Regions from separate parts of the Mus musculus genome. Here region 1 is linked to region 2. The links are chromatin contacts, called in public HiChIP or PLAC-seq maps. All regions are on one chromosome and are shown on one strand. Each heading gives the region's core, a stretch centred on a gene start, on an enhancer-like site or on the middle of the called end of the contact. The rest is flanking DNA. Distances are from core to core; before and after follow the strand shown. Region 1 overlaps Gm41428 (a long non-coding RNA gene). Region 2 holds the start of Cldn5 (claudin 5).

Region 1 (7,769 bases), core at 3,422-5,921, 38 kb before region 2:
CAGTAAGGAGTAATGGCTGGGACCCCAGGTGAGATTCCACTGAGCCTCTCCTTCTCCTTCTATTAGAAAGTTACCAGAGCCCTCACCTGAGCCCTCCGGGTTTCTCTGATTTTCTGCATATTTCATTGCATGGCTGTGGAGCCACACATTTGTAGGGGAGCACTCGTAAGCCTCTACCCCATGATGGCTGATCATCTTGTCACACCTGTAAGAAATCTCTTCACCCTTCAGAAGCTGAAATACTAATAGCAGAGACTGTCGCTCAGGGTTTGCTTTTGATTAATCCAGGGATCAGACGAGGGACAAGACAAAACAAGATGCTGTTAAATTATTTGGGACCTTTTGAAGCTGGGTCATGGGCCATAGAGAATTGAAGGTCATTTTGCTTGTGACCACACTTGTATTTTTCTATAATAAACTTGTTATTTTATCTTGGTTTTATTTTAGTCTCGAGTTCTTACATTTTTGAGGTTTATTTATTTTATTTTCTCATGTGTGGTGTTTTTCTTACACGCATGTCTGGGCAGCATGTACATTCAGTACCCACAGAGGAGACGTAGGATCTCCTGGAACTGCAGTTTCAGATGGCTGTGGGTTACCACGTGGGTACTGGAGTCAAACCCAGGTCCTCTGCAAGAGCAACAAGTGCTCTTATGTGCCGAGCCTTCTCTCCAGCCCTAGTTTTGGCGACTTTGAGACGAGGTCTCATGTAGTCTCAAGCTTAGAATGTAGACAAGAATAATCTTGAAGTAACTCCTGATCTGCCCGTCTTCACCTCCCAAGGGCTGGGAGTGAAGGTGTGCACCACTGTGCCCACATGATAAACTTGTTTTTAAAAAGGATGGCTAGGGGCTCAGAGAGATTGCTCAGTGGTTAGGAGCTTTGTTATTTTTTCAGAGGACCAAGGTTCAGGGTAATTTGAAACCATGTACAACTCCAGTTCCAGCGAATCCAGTGGCCTCTTCTGGCCCTCAAAGACTCTATCTATCTGTCTGTCTGTCTGTCTGTCTGTCTATCTATCTACCTATCATCTATATATCTTTCTATCTATCAATCATCTATCTATCTTTCTTTCAATCTATCTTTCTTTCTATCTTTTTTCTATCTATCTATCTACCTATTTGCAGGCAAAGTAGTCATACACATAAAATAAAATTTTTAATTAAAAAAGGGATAGGGCTGGGCTTGTCTCAGTAAAGCCCTTGCACTAGGATCTGTATAATTCTGATCCCTAGCTACTGTTGGTCCCACTGTTCAGGAATAAGACCACTACCACAGTTCTGAGCCAAACTTGAAGCAAGCTTTAATTAAATACTGGCTAGAATGATGGACTCTGATCATGTCTATTTCTTGGTTCCCAGAAAAATAGTGACAAGTCACATTTTGATGAGGCTTATAAAAGCAAACCTATAAGGCTATATATTTCCCAGCAGGTCCAATCAGGGGCAAGCATACATCGTGACATATTTCCTACCTACAGATGTGATCGAGCACAGCTGGAGCCGTTGGGTCAAAAACACTTATCTAGGGAGGAGATAAGCGTGCCTTTATTTCCCATAAACAACCTCCAGTGTTTCGGGAAGTATCTGTCTTCGGGCAAATGGCTTATAGGCTAGAGGCACGTTGTTTTATGGATATGTTAGGCACAGTAATTAAAACTTAAACATAACTGTGGCTGTCACATACCCACCTAGAAAAACCAGGCTTGGAAGTAGAGAGATGCTCAATAGTTAAAAGAACTTGTTCTTGCAGAGGACCAGTGTTCAACTCCCAGCACTCACATGGAGGCCTAAAACCACCCATCACTCTAGTACCAGGGAATCCAGTGCCTATGACCTCGGTGGGCACCACGCATGTACATGGTGCACAGACAAACATGCAAGCAAAACATTCAAACACATAAAAATGAAGTAAATGTAAAAACAAACAAACAAAAAATTTGGTTTAGCAGTTGTCTCTGGTCCCAAGAAATCTCTCTTCCCAAAGTCTGGCAAAGCCAGCGTCCCCTCAGGGTCTTGAGAAAATAATTTCTACCTGCTAAAAGGAACCTTTCTCCTCCTCTCTGGCATAAGGGTGCATTTCCATTAACAATCGCCTGTGGTGTCTATTGCACATCAAGGTCCACGCTAACTTCTAGGCCCCTTCAATCCCCAGTCACTAGTACCTGCTACACACTTCAAGTCTTCCACCTCAGTTTATGGGTTCTCCTCCTCCCAGGTACCTGTCCCCTAATAACCCTGGACTTCCATGCTCTGGAACCTCCAGCCTCTTTCCTGAGACACAGTCTTGGCTGTTTGGTGTAAATTTTTTCCTTTTAACCCACAGAGCTGCTACGTTGGTTTCTTTACCGCACCCATTTTATTCAGTGTTGAATGCTGTGTTTTATTAAAAAGATCAGAATACGTTTTGTAGAGTGCGATATGGTGAGGTGTGAAGGGTGCCTCATGTCTCCCGCTGGCCCACACTGAAGCATCACTACCCCCTGTGGTACCAGCCATATACTACACGGGGATAGTACAGAACAGAGCTTATTTAGGGCGTAGGAACAGGAGTTGAGAAGGGAACAGAGACAGAAAAAAATAGGGAGGGGGGAGGGAGGGAGAGAGAAAGAGAAAGAGAGAGAGAACAAGCACAAACTCCCTTTTATATCGAGCCAGACCTACCTGGCTGTTGCTAGGTAATCGTTGCGTGGAGCATAGAAGGAAAGGTAACTGAGAACCTGTAATCTGGCATTGAGGAGGCAGAGGCAGGAGGATCCCTGAAGCTCACTGGCCAGCTACTTTAGCAGGCTAGTTCTAGCTCAGTGACTCTGTCTCAAAACCTAAGGTGAAGGCTGCAGCGATGCTCAGTGGTTAAGAGCACTTGTTGCTCTTGCAGAGGACCTGGGTTTGGGACCCAGCACTCACTTGGCAGTCCACAATCATCTCCAGTTCCAGATCTGATGTTCTATTCTGACCTCCTCAGGCACCATACATACACATGACGCGCATGCATACATGCAGGCAAAATACAACATAAAATAAGATGGATAAGTCTTTAAGAAAAAAAAATGTTTTAAAGTGCAACACTGAGATACTGAGTCTGTTTCCAACACTGGTAATCTTGTTAAAAAGCATTTTACATTTCTTGGTTCTGTGTGTGCCACAACACATGTGGAGGTCAGAGGACAACTTGCCAGAGCTTGTTCTCTCCTTCCACCTGGTACACTGGACCCATCCAGTCAGACTCAGGATCCCCTTGTACCCACCTGAGTGGCTGCTGGGGCTTCCAGAGACACATGGAGAGTTACAGGAGAAGAGATAGCAGATTAAGAGAGAGATGCACAAGGGCTTGGGGATGAGCCTGCCCACCTGTAGCATGGCTCCAAGAGAACAAAAAATAAGGGAAAGGATGGGGGGGGGGGATTGGCAAAGGACTTGTAAAGGCCAGTGACAGTGTCTGCCTCTCTCTGTTCCTGTAGTGGGTGAGGGAGGTGGGGAGGGCTTGAATAAAACCCAAGTGATAAAATTATTTCTCTGCTGGTGAAATGAGCCTATTCAAACCAGATTAGATTATATTACAGGCATGTTTATTGGGAAGCTGCTCTTGGGTGATTTGACTGGCTCCAAGGACTGAGGCCAGGGAAGTCACCATGGGAAGAGAAGGGGGTAGGAGGAAGAGAAAGAGAGAAAGGGCATGGGTAAGAGAGACAGGAGAAGAAGAGGAAAAGGAAAAAGAAGAAAAGGGAGAGGAAGAAGAAGAGGAAGAAGGAGAAGAAGGAGGAAGAGGAGGAGGAAGAGGAAGAAGAGGAGGAGGAAAAGGAGAAGGAGGAGAAGGAGGAGGAGGAGGAGGGGAAGGAGGAGGAGAGAAGGAGAAGGAGGAGGAGGAGGGGAAGGAGGAGGAGGAGGAGAGGAGGAGGAAGAGGAGGAGAAGGAGGAGGAGGAGGAGGAGGAGGAGGAGGAGGAGAAGAAGAAGAAGAAGAAGAAGAAGAAGAAGAAGAAGAAGAAGAAGAAGAAGAAGAAGAAGAAGAAGAAGAAGAAGAGCAATGTGTTATCCAAGGATATGTTTTATAGAAGGGAGGTATAGTATAGTGGGAGGGGGTACTTTACTCAGTGGTCCACACTGAAGCATCCCTCCTTCCTTCCTCGAGGTACCAGTCATATACTAGACAGGTCTAGTATAGAATAGAGTTTATTTGTGGGCATGGGAAGGGGAGTTGAGAAGGGAGTAGAGGCAGAGAAAGAGAGGGGACAGAGAAGGAGAGACAGAGACAAAGAGACAGAGAGAGACAGAAAGAGACAGAGAAAGAGAGACAGAGACAGAAAGAGACAGAGAGAGACAGAGACAGACGGGGCTGGCCAGGAGCACATGGAGAAAGGGGGAGGAGGGGGAAAGGGAGAGAGGGAGAAAGGGGTCAGAGAGAGTGAAGGGAATCAGAGAGTCAGAGAGGCCAAACAGTTCCTCTTATTGCAAGCCAGGCCTACCTGGCTGTTGCTAGGTCACTGTTGGGTGGAGCATAGAAGGAATGCCAACAGAGAGCAGACCAAAATATCTGGATTATATAGGGAAGAGCCTCTAGGGGAAGGGCAGCCCAGCCCCTGGGCTGGAAAGTTCAGGGTTGAGGACAGAGTCTGCCAGGAAGGGACTGAGGGATGCTGGGTGAACCTGGAAGCCAGGTCTGCTTTGATATGTAAAATATGCATCTCAGTCCCTTGTTCTGGGGTCTGAAACCAAACACCAAGTGAGACAGGGCTTACCTCCTGTGTCTCTGCAGAGCAGGCTGCCTCCTCTGCCACTCTTCCTGTGCTAATCTCTGGAATCTTCTACTATTTTCTATTCTCCAGCTTTACTTTCGGCTGCACGGGAGCTATGAGAGCTCTTGTCCCGGGAAGAGAAAGGCTGACTGCAGCAGGAGGGAAGCAAACCACAGGCTGGGGATGGGGCCTGCTTGTTGCGCATGACCTGTATTTAGGAAATGTAGGGTTTGCGCTCACACAGGGCCCACTTACTGTGTACTAACTATGCTTCAGGGTTAGAGAGACCTCTGTCAGTTCAGGGATGGGGCTGGGGTGGTGGTGGTGGTGGTGGCCCTGTAGGTATCCAGCCTCAAGGCTGGCTTCAGAATACATGTGAGGGGAGTTAAGACTCCAGCGCTTTGCCCGTTCCCAGGCCCCCTTTCACCCAAACCCTAGTGGGTCTGAACTGTTTGGGCATAACGGAGCCTATAACAGTTCTCTTGGGGACAGGGACGGGAGGTGGGGCTTGACTGTCCAAATGCCTGCTAGAATCACTCACACTCTGGAAGCTTCCTGGATGTCTATTCCCTTGGCAGACATTGTGGAAGTGGTATCTCAGCAGACTTGGAGAGTGAATGAAGCCAAAAAACCCATGCCAGACGATCAACCAGCTCAAAGTTTCCCAGGCTAGGTAGGGTGTGCCTGCTCTACTGGGGGAAACGGGGGGGGGGGTTACATGGTATGGCCAGTGATGGTGGGGAGGAGCTGGAAAGAGAGGGTACAGCCACACTGGGATCACTGACTGTTGCTGTGAGGAAGTGGGAGCCACAGGAGATGTGGGGAGAGGAGGGGTGTGCTCCACAGGGGTCATGGCTTACCTCAGACATCAGCTGTGTGACCTTCGTGTCCCACAGCTTCCCTAGCAAAGCTGTGACATGGCTAGGGAGTTTGAGGGATAGAGGCTGAGCGTTCTTACATCGTTTGTTTGTGGGTCCAGGCTACTTGGAGGTCTCTCCAGATGTCAGAGTGCTGCCCTGACTACTACAGATGCTGCAGTTCCCATCCACTCAAAGCACTGTGCTCAGTCCTCAGAGATGGAAGGCTAACTGTGGCTCATCGGGGTCCAGGAGGATTTCTGACCTGCTCCAGATGCTTGGCTTGGAGACTGAATCCTAGGAAATTCCAGCTCCTGGGCACCACCCAGGCAGGAATACAAGGGACCCCACCCAAACTCTGACTAAGCCACCTTGGGGAAGTGGCTGTGGATGTGCATGCTGACCTCATAGTCATTAATACAACACCCACCTCTCCAGTCCCTACATTAAAAGAAGCCCAGGTGAGGAAGGATACAAACACAGACACGTGAACCATGGAGCCAAATAGCAGCTGCCTGGCTTTTGCTGTCATTGTGAAGGGAACCAGGTAGTTGGATTCTATCAAAATGGCCTTTGCGTGTGCCTGTGCATGTTTATGTGTGTGCTTGTGTACATGTTTCTGCATGTATATGTTTGTATGCAAGCGTGCCCTTGTGTGTGTGTGTGTGTGTGTGTGTGTGTGTGTGTGTGTGTGTGTGTATGCACACAGAGGCTGGAGGTCAACATTGGTTTCCTCTTCTTTGACTCTCCACCTTAATTTTTTTGAGACAATGTTTCTCACTGACCTTGGAGTCTTCCATGTTTCCATCCCCAGGGCTACAGATGTGCACCATCATGCCCTGCTCTCCCTGTGCTTGGGTAGCAGGCACTATATCTACTGGGCCATTCCTTAACTTTCTCCCTCTCCCCCTCCCCCTCCCCCTCCCCCTTCCTCTCCTCCTCCCCCTCCCTCTTCCTCTCCCCCTCTCCCTGTCCCCCATCCCCTCCCCCCTCCCCTCCCCTTCCCCCTCCCCTGTCTCCCCCCTCTCTTTTTTCCTCCCTCCCTTTCTCCCTCTCTCCCTTCCTTGATTTTTGAAACAAGGTTTTTCTGTGTAGCCCTGGTATCCTAGAATTCACTCTATAGACCAGACTGACCTGTAACTCAGAAATCCACCTGCCTCTGCCTCCTGAGTGCTGGGATTAAAGGTGTGCTCCATCACACTTGGTTAATTATGCCCCCTTTTGAGACTATATCCCATGTAGCCCAGGCTGCCCTTAAACAAGTAAAGAAGGATGACTTTAAACTTCTTGACTTTCATACCTCTACTTCCCAAGGACAGGGTGTAAGATGTGTACAGTGTCCAGTTTATGTAGTGCTGAGGGTCAGTCAGTCCCAGGGCTCTGCATACTAGCCCTGCATCAACAATCGTCCACTGAAGTAAAATCCCCAAAGGGCAAATTGAGGGAGACCGAGTAGGTTAGAGGTTGAGAGAGTCAGGTGGGAGATGTGACCACGTACAGGTTGTTGGGGTACATTGTGTGACGGTGTCTCTGAATTGTCAGTTGTTGATTGCTCTACTGGGCAGAGAGCTGAGTACTAACCAGGGTTTTGGTATTGTTATTCTTAGGCATCATTGCCTGCCTGCCTCCGTATTTTGTGAGCACTCTTTCTCCCTCACCTGTTGGTTGGCTTAATAAAGAGCTGATGGCCAATAACTAGGCAGGAGAGTGAAGGCGTGACTTCTGGCCTGGGCTGGGGGTGGGGTGGGGATATCCTTGGATGTACTGGAACTGAGAGGAAGGTAAAGAACTACTCGCACGGGTCTTGGAGAGAGATGGCTCAGTGGTTGAGAGCACTGGCTACTCTTCCAGAGAACCCAGGTTCAATTCCCAGCACTGACATGGCAGCTCACAACTGTCTGTAACTCCTGACCCAGGAGATCTGACACCCTCACACGGAAATACTTTGCAGTCAAAAAAACCAATAGGCATGAAGTAAAAATATTTTATTAAAAAAAGAACTAGCAGAGCATGGTGGTGCACGCCTTTAATCCCAGCACTTGGGAGGCAGAGGCAGGCGGATTTCTGAGTTCGAGGCCAGCCTGGTCTACAGAGTGAGTTCCAGGACAGCCAAGGCTACACAGAGAAACCCTGTCTTGAAAAAACAAAAACCAAAACAACAGCAGCAGCAGCAACAACA
Region 2 (7,224 bases), core at 1,031-3,530:
GCTGTGTGCTCTGGGAGAGACAGTGTCCAATGCACACACACACACACACACACACACACACACACACACACACACACAAATCCCCAAGGAAGGATCTGGGGTGGTCACTTGGGCCACCTTTAGTTTTGAGGAGGATCGAGGAAGCATTGCCAGCCCTGGCTGTCCATTTCTGGAGTGGTTCTGGTCCCGCTGCATGCTGGAGAGTACGGTATCTAAGGTTCCACTGGCAATTATGAATTTACCAAAGGTATGTGAACTTGCTCGGACCATTCTGGGTGCAAGGCTGGGGACAGTACCGAAATGGTGGGTAGGAGGGCAGACAGAAGGAAGGGAGCATGTCCTGCTGTTTGTAGCCCCAAATAGTTGAAAGCAGCAAGCTGCTTCTTGTCTGGGACAAATGTGTGTCCCAGAAGATCCCCGTATTCCCGGGACACTAGTAGGAAAGCCAGCGGGCAAAAGCTATCCTGGCTTGGACCTTCTGGGGCCTGCGTGTAGAGAGATATTCTCAGATGTGTGCATCAGCATGTCCTGCAGAACAGCAAGACAAGACAGGAACAGCAGGAAGGCTCATTCCAAGGCCCAGGGAAGATGGATCTGGTTGAAGTATAAAGTGTGTAAATATTTTCCTGGTCACTTACAGCCAGCTTAGTCTAGGCTGCTCCCAGGATCCAGTTCTTTGCCAGTGGGCAATGAGAGCCATAGAGGATTACAGGCCAGGGCCTGCAGGAGTAGCCTTGTTGGGTCATCTGAAGAGGGTTCAGTAGTTGCTCCAGGAAGGTGCCTGGGAGCTTGAAGGGAGGGGGCTGGCAAAACAAAATTCTGCAGACTGGAGCAGGGGGAGCAGGATTTGAGTTTACATCTACTGAGCAGGGAGAAGGGTCTGCAGAAAAGCAGGGGTCTCTAGAAGATAGAAGGCAGCAGTTAATATATGATAGCTGGAAGAGGTACCAGGGAGGACAAGAAAGGGTGTGTATGTGAGGCTCTCCCGCCGTCTTCTAAGAACAGTTTGTTGTAGGGTGAAGTAGGCAATGACCTGGCCCCATAGACCTCTAGCTCAGAGCCATCTCCAGAAGGAAGCAGGGACCCATAAAAGGGAGAGATTTACCAAAATCTCCACATCTGTGGCTGGCCTCAACAATGTCATCCTTTCCCTATAGAGGCCCTGAGTTCTTTTGAGCAGAGGAAACAACAAAACAAAACCCCCAAACAGAACAACAACAGAAGACAACAAAGCCCAGCTGGAGTCCAGGGTTAGCTGGAAACAAAGGGAGCAGGGAGGAGTGTTCACTGGAAAGAGGCTGGCGCCCTAGTTTGGTTGTGGGCTGTGGGGCCTGGTGCCCCCACCTGAGCCTCAGGGACCCAGTGTGTCTAACCCAGTGGACCTTTCAAGAAATGGCTGGGCCATTGTGCAGAAGAATGCCCGGAAATCCCGCGGCTCCCTCCTCCACCGAGGATGGGGGCTCTTCCTCCTGGCCAGGAAACTCCAAGTTGGCTTCCGGAGGGTGGCCTGGGGGCTGGGGTGGCAAAGCACCACAACTATTTGTAGGATGGCAAGGCATAGCCTTTCTATGTCCCATCGTGTCTCTGCTGTCCCAGGATTCCAGTATGCTGTGTTAGGATCACAGCCTATCTGCTGGAGAAGACTGGACGTCGGAGAACCCTCAGGGGTTGCGCAGCATCCCAGAGGAGAGCACAGGCCCTTGCAGTGTTCACTTTGTGTCAGACCAGTGGTTCCAGGGAAGGAGTGAGAACTGTAGGCGGTGGTTGGGTAGGATCATGAATGAGGTTATAATTAAGGGCAAGCCCAACACAGGCTTGCCGAGCATCTCCGCTTGGTGTGCCAAGGGAAAAACGGCGGGCGTAGAGGTTTGTTTCACCTGTGCACGGGGGCTCAGAGAACCTCCAGGCCAAGCAGTCTGCAGAGAGGAGTTGGAATGATCCGGGATGTAGCAGGTGGAGCTGGTGAGTGTAGGTTAGGGGTCATGCTGCTAACAGTGGAGACAGGGGCGCACAGATCTCCTGTGTACCTGCCAAGATCAGCCCCTACTAGGACAGAAACTGGTAGGGTCTCAGACTGCGGTTCTGCAGGGTGCGGTTCGGGTGAGCAGGACTAGTCCTGCTCGCCCGTGGTTTCAGTAACTGTAGCTGTCAGGGGGTCCGCGATTGGCTGTGGGCCGAAGGTCTGCTCATGGATTGGTTGAGCTAACTCGGGGGGCTGCGCCCTGGGGGCAGAGTCCGCCCCCGAGACTTCAAATAGGACAACAGGTTACTTCAGAACCCAGTTGGTGTAGTTAAAACCTCCTCTTCTGCTCCAGGACTGGAGGCTCCAGAGCAGAGGCACCAGAATCAATTCCCAGCTCCCAGCCTAAGCAGCGCAGAGAGCACCCGGAGGCCCCAAGGGCCGTCGGGTGAGCATTCAGTCTTTAGCCATGGGGTCTGCAGCGTTGGAAATTCTGGGTCTGGTGCTGTGTCTGGTAGGATGGGTGGGCTTGATCCTGGCGTGTGGGCTGCCCATGTGGCAGGTGACTGCCTTCCTGGACCACAACATCGTGACGGCGCAGACGACTTGGAAGGGGCTGTGGATGTCGTGCGTGGTGCAGAGTACCGGGCACATGCAGTGCAAGGTGTATGAATCTGTGCTGGCGCTGAGTGCGGAGGTGCAGGCAGCTCGGGCACTCACCGTGGGCGCTGTGCTGCTGGCGCTGGTGGCACTCTTTGTTACCTTGACCGGCGCTCAGTGCACCACCTGCGTGGCCCCGGGCCCAGTTAAGGCACGGGTAGCACTCACGGGAGGAGCGCTTTACGCGGTGTGCGGGCTGCTGGCACTCGTGCCGCTCTGCTGGTTCGCCAACATCGTTGTCCGCGAGTTCTATGATCCGACGGTGCCGGTGTCACAGAAGTACGAGCTGGGCGCGGCGCTGTACATCGGCTGGGCGGCCTCCGCACTGCTCATGTGCGGTGGCGGCCTCGTGTGTTGCGGCGCCTGGGTCTGCACCGGGCGCCCTGAGTTCAGCTTCCCGGTCAAGTACTCTGCGCCGCGGCGGCCCACGGCCAATGGCGATTACGACAAGAAGAACTATGTCTAAGGGCGGGAGGCATGGCGGGGCTCTTCCCGCAGCTAAGCCCGCGATGGGAAAGACCGATGCGGGAAGCCGTGTGTGGATGACGACCACCGCTGGGTTGCGCAGCGCAAGTCATGCTGGGTTCGGGCCAGACTTGCCCGCTCTCAGAGTCCGTTGACCATCACTAGCCGGGCCCTGCTCAGAACAGACTACAGGCACTTTTAAGAACTTGACCGACCTTTTCTTCTATGCGCAGTTGGCCACGACGTGGGTGGAACGCTCAGATTTCATCGGTGAAGTAGGCACCAAACTGCCGCGAACAGTTCCTACTGAGATCCTGGGGGCACTAGATGCTGCCTTAATGTCCAGTGGCACCTGCTAACCTGAAAGGGCAGCTGGAGAAACCCCGGGGCTGCCAGAGGGACGTGTTAAAAAGGGCATTTTCTTTGTTAGTGGAGAAGAACCTACTGAACCAAAGGACTTAGCCTGGACCTGGTCTCACTCCAGCACTCCCCCAAGGTGGGGGCCCTGTAGGTACCAGAGCCTTAGAGGGGTTGCCTTCCTCCTGGAAGCTTGGGGCTTGGGGGGTGGGCCGGGCAAGAATTTGCTCAGTAAATGGTTTGAACACTTTCAACTGTGTCCTGTCCTCTGTCCAGAGACTCCTTGTGCCCAGCTCCCTATTCATCTACCCACCCCTCCTCAAAGACTCCCTGCAGGGATTTCTCCAGTTTTCAACTCAGCCAAGTGCTGGAGTTAGGCTGGGATACAGGAGGGGAGGCAGAGCCCAGGAGAGGATCCAGCTGGAGTCTCACTCGCATCATGGGAATGGCAACTTGGGTGATGGGAAATGCTGAGAGTGGATAGCTAGGTTGCTGGCTTCTCCCAGGAATACCTCCAACACTTTTACCCCCAGTGCTTGCTCAGCTCCAAGTATCAAGTGGCCACCGACAAGGGCACACGGCTAGACTAGGCACTTCCCTCATGTGTGGGAGCCACAGTGCATGGCTGATGTGATGTGTTCAGTCTTCAGCTGACTGCAGTACATAACAGCTGCTATGGGAGAGGCACTTGCCCAGGGTAGCTGGGCCCATTGCAGCCCTTTGTCCTAGTCCTCTGGCTAGTGTGGCTCTAAACAGGGTCTAGGGTTTGTGTCCATCCTGCTGATAATGCACCTATGTTGACAGAGAATTTTGGGTGTTACTATCCTGGGGGAAAAGAGGGTCCAGGACTTGGGAAAAGATCCCAGGAGGGTAAAGCGAGTAAAGCCAACAGCCAAAGAAAGCTTATTGTTTCTCTTTGGGCTAAAAGGCCAGAGTCAGGAATGCACAATGGATACGGGAAGGGGCTGCAAAAAGAGGCATACAAAGCCCAGTCAGAAGGAAGGCTTGGCATCTGCTACCAACCCTGGCTACATCCAGTACCCAGTCTTTTAGGCCTGGCTAGGTGCCTCAGGGTGGGGAAGGGGTTAAAACCTAAGGATGTGAGCGTAAGAGATTCAGGGCAGATTCTGGAATTGGGGACAAAGAAGGCAAGGGTGGAACTTACAGGGAAGCTGACTTTCTAATGGCTGCTCAGGCCCCAATGAGACAGCCTCAGTGGAAGACCTCACTGAATCCAGGTGAACTCAGTCCAGCAGGTGCATGTGCAGGAAGGATCAAGAGCAGTCCCAAGCTTGGGAACATGTGATCCTAGATCTGGCCCTGTGCCCTAGCAGGCCAGTGTATGGTTATGCTGGCACACTTGGCTGGTGGTGTACCCTTCCCACAGGGGTCTTTACCCAGTATAGAATATGGGAAGGCAGCTGCTTGCTCTGAGTTCTTCCAAATGGCCAGGGTGGCTATGTGAAGGCAGTTGGCTGGTGGCACTATAGGGGGTCCAGGGAGGAGGGCCAATCCTACCCACCTCCCACCTACGGTACCCCCGATTTCCTGAAGGGCAGCCTGGGCTTCTCGCCACTGACTTAACACTATTCACCAGTACTTGGAATAGGAAGCAGTACTTAAAATGGCTTAGGCTACATAGTGAGAAAGTGTCTCAAAGAACAAAACACTACAACAAAACTAAACTGGGGAAAGAGAGAAACCTTTGTGAATAACTCCTTCTAGGACTGTGTGCCACCCTGCCTTCCTTAGGAGCTCAGATGCCCACAAGGGTATCTCTTTTTACCATGTCTGCTTTTCTAGTACCTATGTCCCCAGGTGGTAATCAGCCCTTCTTCACCATCCAACCTCTCTATACTTACTTGCTCCAGGGACAATGACAGTTGGCTCCACCATTCTAAGACCTTTGCCTCCCTGAAGGTGTTAAGAGGCCAGAGATCCACTACAGGTGAAATATTCTGAGTGGGGTGTGAGCAATGTTGACAGAGCCTGGGGACACTGCTTTGTTCAGACCCTACTCATCCTTTAGCCCTCCTTGGTCTGAGGCCTTCCCCCTGATACTTTATTTGCAAAGCACTATGACCTCTGCTTGCAGAGACAAGACACTTGAAGATGTCCTTTATGGCAAGTTCAAGGCCATGATAGAAGGATGGCCAAGATGGTGATACTGCTAGAGTCAGGCAGGCAGAGTCAGGTCCTTGGCAGTGCTGGGCAGTGGCCATCACAGGTGCTGGTTGTGAAGATACTTAGTACTGAAGGGCCCAGCCTCTGCCCATTGCCACCAGGAGGCCAGGAGAGCAGGTGGGGAGACCGTGTCCTAGGGTTGAACAGAGAAGCCTCTATGCCTCCTATGTAGCAGAGGACACAGGAACAAGGTTTCCCTGGATCCCAAGAAGGCTCAGAGTACTTCTAAGGTCCAATAAGATCACAGACCCAGAGGGGATAAAACATCAAACATTTTATTAAAAACCATATAGTCTCACATTTCAAATGTTATCTTACAACTGAATAGTGGCCAGGAAATATAAATAAGGAAAAGGAGGTCACTTCTGGAGAAGTTGAATTCTGGAAGGAAAAAAAAAAAAAGGTTTCCTACAATTCATCCTTTCTCTCCATTTCATCAAACTAGAGTGGGCGGTCCCATGGCGTGATGGGCTGCTGCTTCTGAGCAGCTTCAACAGTGAGGGTGAGGGTGAGTTTGGAGTAAAGGTCACCCCATATCTATTGAGGTACTCACTGTCCTTCCACACTCCCTACTGAGTCTGACTGTCTATCTGCATGAAAAGTACCCAGACCCTTTCACCTGGTAGACCCTGGCTGGCCACTTGTCCTGCCCGGGCAGCTTCATGGTTTGTATACAAGGGCCCCTTCCTTCCCCTGCCAGGCAGTCTCTTGCTTCCCCCATCATGTAACAACATCTTCTCCTTCCCCTCCCAGTTACACCCCTGCTCGGTAGCCAGACACACATAGCAGTGCTATTGGCAGTGCAGGAGAGATCTGCCTCCAGTCAGCCCTGGCCCCGTATTGCTCCCCACAAGCTCAGTACACACTTGACACTCGTGGGCTCCTTTTTTTTGGAGTTAGACTAATTTAAAGTTAAACTTACCTGGCCCAAGTCACTGCTGACTACCTGCAAGTCTGACCAAGGATTTCCAGGTCCAGTCTAGACACTTTCCTTAATATGGCCCCTAGTGCTCATGCTATCTTGACGGAATGAAGTTCCTGAGCCACATGAGGCCATTCTGTTCCCCTATAGGTTGGGTTTAACATGGATTGAGCAGCCTCAGCCTGAAAGCTCCTTATATCAGAGGCTTGGAAAGTCTGCTCGGCCAAACGGAGGCTGAGATGGTCACACAAGCATAGGAGAAAACTACTTCCACTTTCCAATGTGGGAAAGTAGGATTGTGTGGGAGAATAGTGAGGGCTTCATTAGGGAGGTGTTGAGCCACAGTGGGCTGAGAGCCCATGCGGAACCAACAGCTTGCTTTCTTATTAAAGCCTGAGTGCAGAAAAGCCCAGAGTGCCACTTCTGTGGGCCCCAGCCTGGGGCTTGTGACTGTGGCTGTAAGAGACTGAGTGACCTCTGGGGCTGGTACTAGATAACCTGTATGTCACACATGATGCTCAGCCGATGGTGTGGGCATGAGAGAGAAAATCTGAGGTCATTTTGGGGAGGGTGGTGGTGGTGTCAAAGGTGCTTAATGAAATTAATTAATTAATTAAGCTTTCTCAAAAGTGCTCCATTGTGGCCTTGCTGGCATTCTTAGGTCAGACATTCCTGG

Evidence for each region. HiChIP or PLAC-seq counts read pairs in DNA pulled down with a chosen protein or histone mark.
Region 1: a contact with region 2 is called in an H3K4me3 HiChIP or PLAC-seq map of embryonic stem cells, with 6 times the contacts expected there. The contact joins the enhancer-like site here to the promoter of Cldn5 in region 2. A contact is called at or near these places in 2 of 15 datasets of contacts at CTCF or cohesin (CD8 T cells and the NIH/3T3 cell line), 12 of 484 Hi-C or Micro-C datasets (bone marrow-derived dendritic cells, cardiomyocytes, cerebral cortex and 6 more), 17 of 115 datasets of contacts at active chromatin or transcription factors (CD8 T cells, bone marrow-derived macrophages, cardiomyocytes and 10 more) and 2 of 9 other capture datasets (adipose tissue and liver).

Annotation. Positions count from the first base shown.
Region 1 is chr16:18,733,885-18,741,653 of GRCm38.p6, forward strand. Gm41428 (a long non-coding RNA gene) reads left to right here. Exons shown (of 3, transcript XR_875943.2): 3 at 1-382. Among named protein-coding and RNA genes, the nearest start is that of Gm41428, 6.0 kb to the left of the region's middle. Within about 2 kb of position 4,672, at least 22 of the 459 cell types and tissues checked have an H3K27ac peak or open chromatin away from gene starts, as enhancers often do. A contact at or near this core is called in adipose tissue, embryonic stem cells and pancreatic cancer cells, where this site is marked.
Region 2 is chr16:18,774,567-18,781,790 of GRCm38.p6, forward strand. Cldn5 (claudin 5) reads left to right here and starts at 2,281. Exons shown (of 1, transcript NM_013805.4): 1 at 2,281-3,696. The coding sequence starts at 2,430. The coding sequence ends at 3,086. Cdc45 (cell division cycle 45) reads right to left here. Exons shown (of 19, transcript NM_001358206.1): 19 at 5,881-6,007.